3 separate regions of the Gossypium hirsutum genome follow, and regions 2 and 3 are each linked to region 1. The links are chromatin contacts, called in public Hi-C maps. All regions are on one chromosome and are shown on one strand. Each heading gives the region's core, a stretch centred on a gene start, on an enhancer-like site or on the middle of the called end of the contact. The rest is flanking DNA. Distances are from core to core; before and after follow the strand shown.

What was found. Hi-C and Micro-C count contacts between places; a contact is called where the count stands out from the background.
Region 2: a contact with region 1 is called in a Hi-C map of leaf, with 3 times the contacts expected there. The contact joins the promoter of LOC107893867 here to the promoter of LOC107920449 in region 1. A contact is called at or near these places in 2 of 34 Hi-C or Micro-C datasets (both in leaf).
Region 3: a Hi-C map of leaf shows a contact between it and region 1, with 2.5 times the contacts expected there. The contact joins the promoter of LOC107893866 here to the promoter of LOC107920449 in region 1. A contact is called at or near these places in 3 of 34 Hi-C or Micro-C datasets (callus and leaf).

What each region holds. Positions count from the first base shown.
Region 1 is chrA13:32,651,248-32,654,228 of Gossypium_hirsutum_v2.1, forward strand. It overlaps LOC107920449 (clp protease adapter protein ClpF, chloroplastic), which reads left to right and starts at 1,562. Exons shown (of 8, transcript XM_016850179.2): 1 at 1,562-2,230; 2 at 2,364-2,423; 3 at 2,692-2,786; 4 at 2,940-2,981. The coding sequence starts at 1,895. LOC121212699 (protein GDAP2 homolog) reads left to right here. Exons shown (of 15, transcript XM_041086008.1): 12 at 241-310; 13 at 394-465; 14 at 563-654; 15 at 851-1,310. The coding sequence ends at 926.
Region 2 is chrA13:32,907,200-32,910,180 of Gossypium_hirsutum_v2.1, forward strand. LOC107893867 (isopentenyl phosphate kinase) reads right to left here and starts at 1,393. Exons shown (of 12, transcript XM_016819008.2): 1 at 1,103-1,393; 2 at 777-1,013; 3 at 566-663; 4 at 272-314. The coding sequence starts at 1,151.
Region 3 is chrA13:32,811,749-32,814,729 of Gossypium_hirsutum_v2.1, forward strand. LOC107893866 reads left to right here and starts at 1,468. Exons shown (of 3, transcript XM_016819007.2): 1 at 1,468-2,103; 2 at 2,846-2,900. The coding sequence starts at 2,002. LOC107893865 (chorismate mutase 3, chloroplastic) reads left to right here. Exons shown (of 6, transcript XM_016819006.2): 4 at 93-236; 5 at 562-654; 6 at 768-1,389. The coding sequence ends at 1,010.

The DNA.
Region 1 (2,981 bases), core at 312-2,811:
GTAATATTTTCTAATATTAGAACAATTCCTAGACATTGACAAAATCACAAGCAAAATTGCATAACTCAAAGCAATGAAAACAAACAAGAAGGTTGTGCCTTGTCTTGGGAAAATAAAATGTTGGTTAGGAAATTTTGATTTAATTAATACAAACCGTTCTTGGTTATGGTTAAATTCGATGTGAATTTTTATTCCCTGCTCATGTGACATTTTTTTTTTTTCGCGTTCTGGTATAACCAGCCAACCAGACTTGGGATGGATGAGAAGATTACAGCAAATACTTGGTCGGAAACACCAACGTAACCTGCATGTATGTAGGCACTTTCTATTCCTAATGTTTTTAGTATTCATACACAACAATAGTTATTTTATCATTTTACATGTTTTGCAAAGGCAATATATGTTCTCCATCCTACATTTCACTTGAAGACTGCAATTTTTGCTCTGCAAATGTTCGTGGATAAGGTGGTATGTCTTAAGTCTTAACTATTTCTCTCATTTGAAGACTGATGTTACTGCTGAGGAATCTTGGTAACTTGATGTTCTTGGAAATGATATACAGGTGTGGAAGAAAGTGGTATATGTTGATAGGCTTCTGCAGCTATTCAAATATGTTCCTCGCGAGCAGTTGACCATCCCTGATTTCGTGTTTCAGTTGAGTGTTCTAGTTTTATCCTTTTATCATATAAAACGAAACATAGCATCATTTATAGTCTTTTGGCAATGGATGTTCTTATGCAGTCCTACAATCCAATCAAGTTATCCAACAGTTTTTTTTCATGATTCAGCTTAGTTATATTGTATGTTGATAGAAATGATTCTAAGCATTTGGTTAACACTGATATTGCAGGCACGATATAGAAGTGAACGGTGGAAAGGGTCTTATTGTAGACCCTCGAACGAAATACATATATCATCGACCATAGAACATTTAAATACACAGTTTCAGAGTTGATGAAAGCCAGTAATTCTTGGTTTGATTTCCTCATCACCTTGTATTTGTAGGCAGGTAGTGGGTTGGTTGTGTTTGGTTTTTCATGTAGATATGTTTCTTTTTTTTTCGTTTTATTTTTTGAGCAATGATATGTTTGTTAATAATATATATTTCATGGTGATGTGAGCTTTTCTATTTGATTTCAACATGTTGCACTACATCCTGAGAAAGTGGACTCTTTCTTGGCATGTTTTAAAGAGGGGAAGGGATTGTCGGGGTTTTGAATCTGTCGATTATGGACATGGTCGACTTTAGACAGATCAGATTGTAAGTGTTGAGCTTTGAATTCTAATTTGTACTTCATTTTTTAAATGAATCATTACCGTTCAAATCTGTCGTTTTTTATTTTTATTTTTTTTAAAAAGCATTTTAAAGTTATTTTCACTCATTTAAAATATAAATATTTATTTTTGCACTATAAAACTAAGAAATTATAAATTAAGTAAAAATAAAATTCAACCTGTAAACAGAAATCCAATTTGAATCAAATACATTTAAAAATAATCAAAAAAATATAATTTATTTTGAATAAAATAGAATCAATATTTCTTTGCTCCAGCCCAGTAACAGAGGCAAGAAATGATCCAAGTTGGTTGCTGGCCTATCGGGCCTAAGGAATCTTACGTGTCAGGATTCTGTTCAATAACACACTCGATCCTGTAATCCACAGATTGCATATAATTTTTTTTATCTTTATTTTTATTTTTGTTTATTTTTAATTCTCCCCTTCCCTTCATCTGAGTCGCTGAAAGCCTGAAATTAATGAAGTTTCTCCTTTTTCTTTTTGATATAAAAAGCCTGAAATTAATTTTGTGAGGACGAAATTAAATGCCCAGAATTTCATTTTAGTTGGTTTCAATCAAGAAAGAGGAAAAAAAATCATTTTGTTTTCCAAGAAAAATGGTGCAGACCCTTTCATTAAGCAGTACTTTAACAACCTCTGGAAACACGGCTATTTATGGAACAGAAGTAGGCGGGAGGCGGCAATTTGAGATAATTGGAAAAGGTCATATGAAATATGGGATTAGTAGACAATATTTCTGGCATGGGTATGTACCAAGTTTTTACTTTAATGGCAATCCCAATTTGATGAAGAAAAGGAACTTTGGGGTTAAAGTTGGTTGGCCGTTTAAAGGAGGTGACCGGGAATTGGGTGCAAGCTCAGAGCGTAGTGAGACTGCTAATGAAGATATACTGATTTTCTTTTTCCAATTAGACTTGGCTACTCAAGTTCAGGTTTGGTGATGTGAGCTTGTGTTTTTTTTTCATCTATGATATGAATTTTATCTTTTATTAATAGTTATTTCTGTTTATCTCTCAGTTTATAGGATTCGGTCATTTTTTATGTTGTTTTTCTGTGGATTTGCAGCGTGCTTTGAACTTGGAAGAATATGAATTTGCACAGCAACTTAGAAACAAGCTTACTGAGGTTAGAACTTAGAAGACCTGATATTAATTGTTGGACTCTTTTGGAAGCTTTCCACTGGCTATTAGTTGTTAATGAAATGATTACTATGGTAGATTTTTAGTTTTCTTTGTACTCATTTTGCATGCATCAGTTCTTTATTTCATTATTTAGTATCATGAATTTATGTAAGCTTGGTTGGTACAATGTGTATCCAAGTTTGTTCATAAAAAATGGAGCTGAGACATGTGTACGTAAGTGTCTTTTCATTAACAAGTGTTCTGCTATGAAGGTTGAAGCAGAAATCCTCAAGCAGCAAGAAGCAAAAAGAGGTTTGTCCTCAAAGAGTGAAGCTCAAGATAAGGCACTAAGTCTTGTGCGTCTACGGTGAGGTCCCTCGCTTATGTTATATGCACTCTTCTTATAGTGCAGAGTATTGATTTTTATGAGAGATTGAGGATTTGGAGTATCTTCTTTTTTATTTTTTATTTAGATACACTTGAGTGCTTCAGGCTATTCATTTTCTTTGTTTCATTGCAGTGGAGAACTGCACAATGCAATCGAGAATGAAAATTATGCTTT
Region 2 (2,981 bases), core at 143-2,642, 260 kb after region 1:
TAGAGTATTCAACAAAAGTTGCACAATGACAAATGATAACTTAAACGAATTAACAGTCTGTGTTTCCTGAAATTCTGGTATTCTTAAGACAAAATCTAACATTCTATATGTGTAAACTCAAACGCATTGAAATAAGTTCTATTTTGAAAATTAGAAATAATCAAGGCTAATCTCACAATTGAAGCAGCAACACGGAACACAAATAGATCTAGCACATTGAATGAATATTGTCAGCTACATCTGTTAGTCTTAACAAATTAGAGATCGATACCTCTGGCTAGTGCTCGAACAATTTCAAGATTAAGAGTCGTGACCTGGAAAGAAACCACACCGAAAAACATTAAGTACCAAATGCGAAAAGGGGTTTATTTTCCTCAATAATCTGTAAGATCACTGCAAGTGCTACAAATGAACTAAGTGAAGCTTCAATTGCAGTTTTGCTTAGTAGTCGATTTTTTTTCATAAGCAAATCAATGGATTGCATAAACCATGATTGATAAACCAAAGCAAAATTCAAATGGAATGTTTTTCTATATACTTAAAAACTTCAATCGCCATATCTTACAGAAATTCGAGTTGCAACGAAACCAGCCTTGACAAGAGGTTGATTCAATCCCCCTTTATGAACCCCAGATTTGCTCGCCTGAAAATGCCCAAATGAACCTACAAATGGAAAACGTAAATCAGTAATTCCATTTCTTTCTACATCAAATATCGAAAGGGGACCAATTATCACAAAAGAAAACCCAGAAATTAAAAACATAATCAAAGCTCACCTGCACCATGAACGACAACAAATCTGCTGAAATCAACGTTGAACTGACACTGATCACCAAAATCACATAAACTAGAAGAAATATCCGAAACCGCATCTCTTTTACTCCAATCCATCCCCACAACTTGCGTTGAGCAAGAACCCAGATTCATTGCTTGTCTCAAATGGGACGAAACTGTTTCCAGATTCTCTTCATTGATCTTCTCTAGCTCATTTTTACAAGTAATTGCTGCTCCTCCTGTTTTAAACCCAAAAAAGAAAAAGAGAAAATTGAAGAGGTGGAAAAAGACATGTTGAAGTTTGGAACTTTGAGAGAAAGAGAAAGACCAAGTTTGACGATGCAACGGATTGTTTGGTTAAGGTTGGTTTCTTCCATTTTGGGATTGTTTGACGACGCTCTGAGTTGATGTTGCTATTTTTCTTACACTGGTGTTAATGTTATGACCGAATCTACGATGCTGTTCAGTGTAGGGTCAAACAAGACACTCTAAGAGTTAAATGATTCTCTCAAGCTGCAGACTTTGATTCGCTGAACCAAATCAGGTGGGATAACGATTCAACCGGCTTCAATCCAGTCATCATAAAAGAAAATTAAACTCAAATAGAGAGGAGCAATCCACTAAGGTTTTTTTTATATATATATATAATTAATATTTTAATAATTTTAATATTAATTTTATTAATATAATTCTACTTTTCATACCTACTTCATTTCATTAATCTAAAATATTATATATATTAATATATTTACCGAATGATTGAATCTTTTACATAAAATAATTTCTTTTAAAATTATAAAGTACCTTTAATATAATATATGATGATTTGATGATTAAAATATTAATTAAAAAAATAAAAATATATAAAACTTGACAAATAGTAATGACTCCCTACTCTTTTAATCTTTATATCATACTTAACATTTATTCTTTCTATTTTAATTTAGCTTAATGTTATATTTTATTCCAAAATCACTTAACATCTATTGACAAGTTTAAAATATGAGATTGAGTATTTTATTCTAAATTATTCATAAATTTTTTTTATTTGAATAATACAAAAAAAATTATTTAATCCCTTAAATGATATGCTCATGAGTTTATTTATTAAAATGGTCTATTTGCAATAGTGATCATGGGTGGTGCTTTATAAGGTGGCGGCACCATTATTTTTTTTCCCATCATCAATTGGCCATCATTAGACCATAGTAGAATAAAAAAAATTTATTTTTTTATTGGTGATGTCACCCTATACGACGGCACCGGTATGAAGTAGAACCGACTACAATACAAGTCGTATACTAGTTGAAAAAATAATTTTAAGAGGTGGAGGGCTTTTGTCAAGTGGCACCACTATTGAAACAAAAATTAAATTTATGACTGGTCATCAGAAACAGAGGAGAGAATCGAGGCTGAGAAGTAGAAAGATGGAGCACCCCGTAATTGTTTGATCTAACAGTCAGGCGACACCGATCTGACTACCTATGACAAACGTGACCAGAGTCACGAGGTGCTCTATTTTTCTACTTCTCAACCCCAAAATTGGCCCCCCATTTCTCCATTTTTTCCCTTAGCCCTATATATATATATAAGCCCACATGGTCCCCTTCTTGTTTGTGTTGAAAAAAGAAAAAAGAGATTGGCAGTTGAGGATTTTGGAGATTTTGTGTTGGAAAGAAAGGTAATAGCTAGATGTGTTGTGGCTTTTTTTCTTTTTAATTATTATTCATTTATTTGTTGTTTACTTAATTAGTTATAAAAAATATTAAATACTGAAATGATATGGCAAAACATATGTGATCGTTTTCTAATTTTTTATAATTATTATTTGTTTTTTTTACTTAATTAATATTAAAAATCATTTTCTTATTTTTAAGACTTTTTATGTAATTATTATTTATTTGAGATTTTCAGCATTAAATTTTTACATTTTTAATATTTTTTTGTTGAAATTTTATTATTTAATGTTATTTGAATGCATTAGAAATATATGTTGAGTTTTTGGTATGTATAATAATATATTATTTTTATTTTTATAATGATAATGTTTTTTTAATAAAACAATTTAATATTTTTGGTATGTATAATAAAATATTAATTTTATTTTTATAGTAATAATATATTTTTGGGAGAAGAGTTTGGGTTGGAAGGAATCATCAGTAAATAGGTATGTGTTTTTATATATTTTTTGTAATAATAATTTAGAA
Region 3 (2,981 bases), core at 218-2,717, 160 kb after region 1:
TCTTTTAAATATCTTGATACCTTATTGACTGTCAAGGTTGTGTTGCAGGACATATCCGTTAACCATTGGGCATTTCTTTTGTTTGATACTAGGTTTTGCATCACTGTGCTGCTTCAATTAACATAAACAATAAGGTTTGGAATATGTATTTTGCAGAGCTTCTACCAAGATTGGTAAAAGCTGGAGATGATGGTAATTGTGGGTCTACTGCTGTATGCGATACAATGTGCTTGCAGGTATGCCTTATAAGCTATTGTTCCTTTCATCAATTCTTAGCTGCTCTTATCTGGATTTAAATCGTGAATCATTGTTCATCGATAACATTCAAACAGTAGAGAAGATGGGATATTTTATTGTAACCTCCTTTCTCTTTCCTCTTAGGGAGGGTGGAATAGTTTAGAATTTCCTTTAGTTTTCATCATAAGTCTCCTTTGTTTACTTTGTTCCTATTATAATTTTAGCCCCTTTTATTTCCTCCCAGGGAGGCTTCTATTTATCTTTACATGTTAAAGGAATTTTGTTTTGGAAACCTTGGTTATTTTTCAACTTTTCCCCTTACAGGCACTTTCAAAAAGAATTCACTATGGAAAATTTGTAGCAGAGGCGAAATTTCGAGAATCACCTAAAACTTATGAGGATGCCATTAGAGCAAAAGTGAAGTTCCTTTCACATTTATCCTACTTCATCCTTTTTGTTTAGGCTGCTTCATATTCATAATTAACAGATTTCCTTCCTTTCCTCTTTGCCTTCGGAACATCACCTAACAGGACCGGTCTCGATTGATGGAGTTGCTAACATACGAAACAGTGGAAACAGCAGTGAAAAAGAGAGTAGATATGAAAACGAAAACATATGGTCAAGAGCTAAACTTTCAACTGAATGGTGTTGCAGCAGTTCCAGATCCTGTGTACAAAATCGAGCCAAGTTTAGTAGCTGATCTCTACGGAGATTGGATCATGCCCTTAACAAAGGAAGTTCAAGTTGAATACTTGTTGCGACGGTTGGACTAATGTAAAGTTTCCCTCACAACTGACCAAGGGAAGGGGAAACCAAAGGGTGTATGAACATCACTACCTTTTACATGTTAAACTACAGAATTTCAGTTTTCTAATTTATAGCACAACTTTCCAAATACCCAGTAATGTTCTTCATCAAGAAGGCAAAGGGTTCGAATACGGAAAAAGAACTCGTCCCTCCTATGTGATCATCTAACAGCAATGTGAGCTTCAAGCTTGTGTTAGTAATACATTCATTTGAGTTCAGGAAGGGCAGCTTCTCTTTTTTGTAAACTCATTTTAGTTTGATTTACGTAGTGTTTAAAACTTTCTTCTAAAACAATGGTTGTCATTGTCAACTTTTGAGCTGGAAAATGAATGAATCTTGATCCTACCATGTGCAGCTCTCATGTTTTAATCATAGCTTAATTATATTATAATATTAGAGCACAATTATTAAGCTTCTTGCACATAAAAAAGAGTAAAATTGGAAAACTTTTATAATCTTCTGTCAATCACAATGTCATCTTTCCTTTTTCCTTTCCAATTTTCAACCTTCTTAGCTGCTGAGAAGTGACTGAAGTAGTGACTTTGAAGTCTTCGTGTTCCACAAAATAAATTCATTTAAGGACAGTTCTGTAATTTTCAATAGATTATCTCCAGAAATAGAAAAAATATCTTTTTAAAAAAAATGGGATAATTGGTACAAATTAACAGAAAAATTTTCAAATAGCAGAAAATCTGGAAAAAGACAACAGAATAGCACTGTCACCGTCATTTTTCAAATGACATAAACACCCTTGACAAAAATTTAAATGGTCGAGAATCCCAACCCACAAGACAGCCGCTTTTTTGTTTCATCTTCTTCAATGTACAGCTAGCATGTGAATATTTGTCTGTTGCTTTTGGGATTTGTTCCTTCATCTTTAGCTTTTCTTTCTTTTAACTCACTGAGCAAAAGAGGGAAAGCTTTGCTCTTTTGGTGAGAGGCAGAGACAAGGAGAAAATGGAGAAAGCATTAACTAAAGTTGGGAGCTTGAAAGTTGGTGGGTTATGGATCTCAAAGAAAGCTAAGGAAGAGTTCTCAAACATCACTGAAGATCTGACTGTAAGTAAAGTTCTCTTCTTTTTTGGGTTTTTTTTTTTGGCTTTTTTCTTCTTTGTATTAGTATTTTGGTTTATGGATTTTATAATGTGGGTTGATATAAGGATAACCTTTTGATAGTAAATGGAATTGTTAGGTAATGCAAGATCTGTGGGGTTTTACTTTTAAGCAAAAAAGTACTGATTTCAGAGATGGGGTTATGAACAAAACATAAACATATTTGTAAAAAAATAAAATGTTTGGCTGAGATGAAAATGTATTTTTGTGATAAGATTTATGTGTAGGACATTCATTTCTTCATTTCAGATGATAAAGATTGCATTTTGTCTTGGAAGATAGTATTGCAAGTGATTTGATTTTTGCTCAATTTCTTGTACTTCTGTGTGGGATTCCCCCTGATTTCAAATTATCATATATGTTTGTCTTAGACATGTGGAAACATTTCAAATTTATTCTAGAGTTTTAGGACAAAGGTTTGGTTCAACAATGGATGTTTTTAAGTATCGTCCTTTCATTGCATTAGCATTACTGTAGTTATCTAGTACCAAAAGACCACCTTAGACCTGATGTTTAAATTAGTTTTATCTTATCAGTATATAGTTGGGAAAAGCCATCACTGAGTTGAACTTTTAAAGAAGAGTACTAATGCTAATAGACATTGAAACATGATTTCGAATGTCCATTTGTATATTTATAGTTCATGCTCCTTTACCTTTCAGTTTCTCTGAAATGTTAATTTCTGCAGACTTTCTCAAACACCGTTGAAGAGAAGGCAAAATGGGTTTTCAACAAACTGAAAGGTAAAGAATTATTTTATATGCGTACTCATTTTTTGATTGTATCAGTCAGCGTGACGAAGCATAGACTGAGTAGCGAGTAAG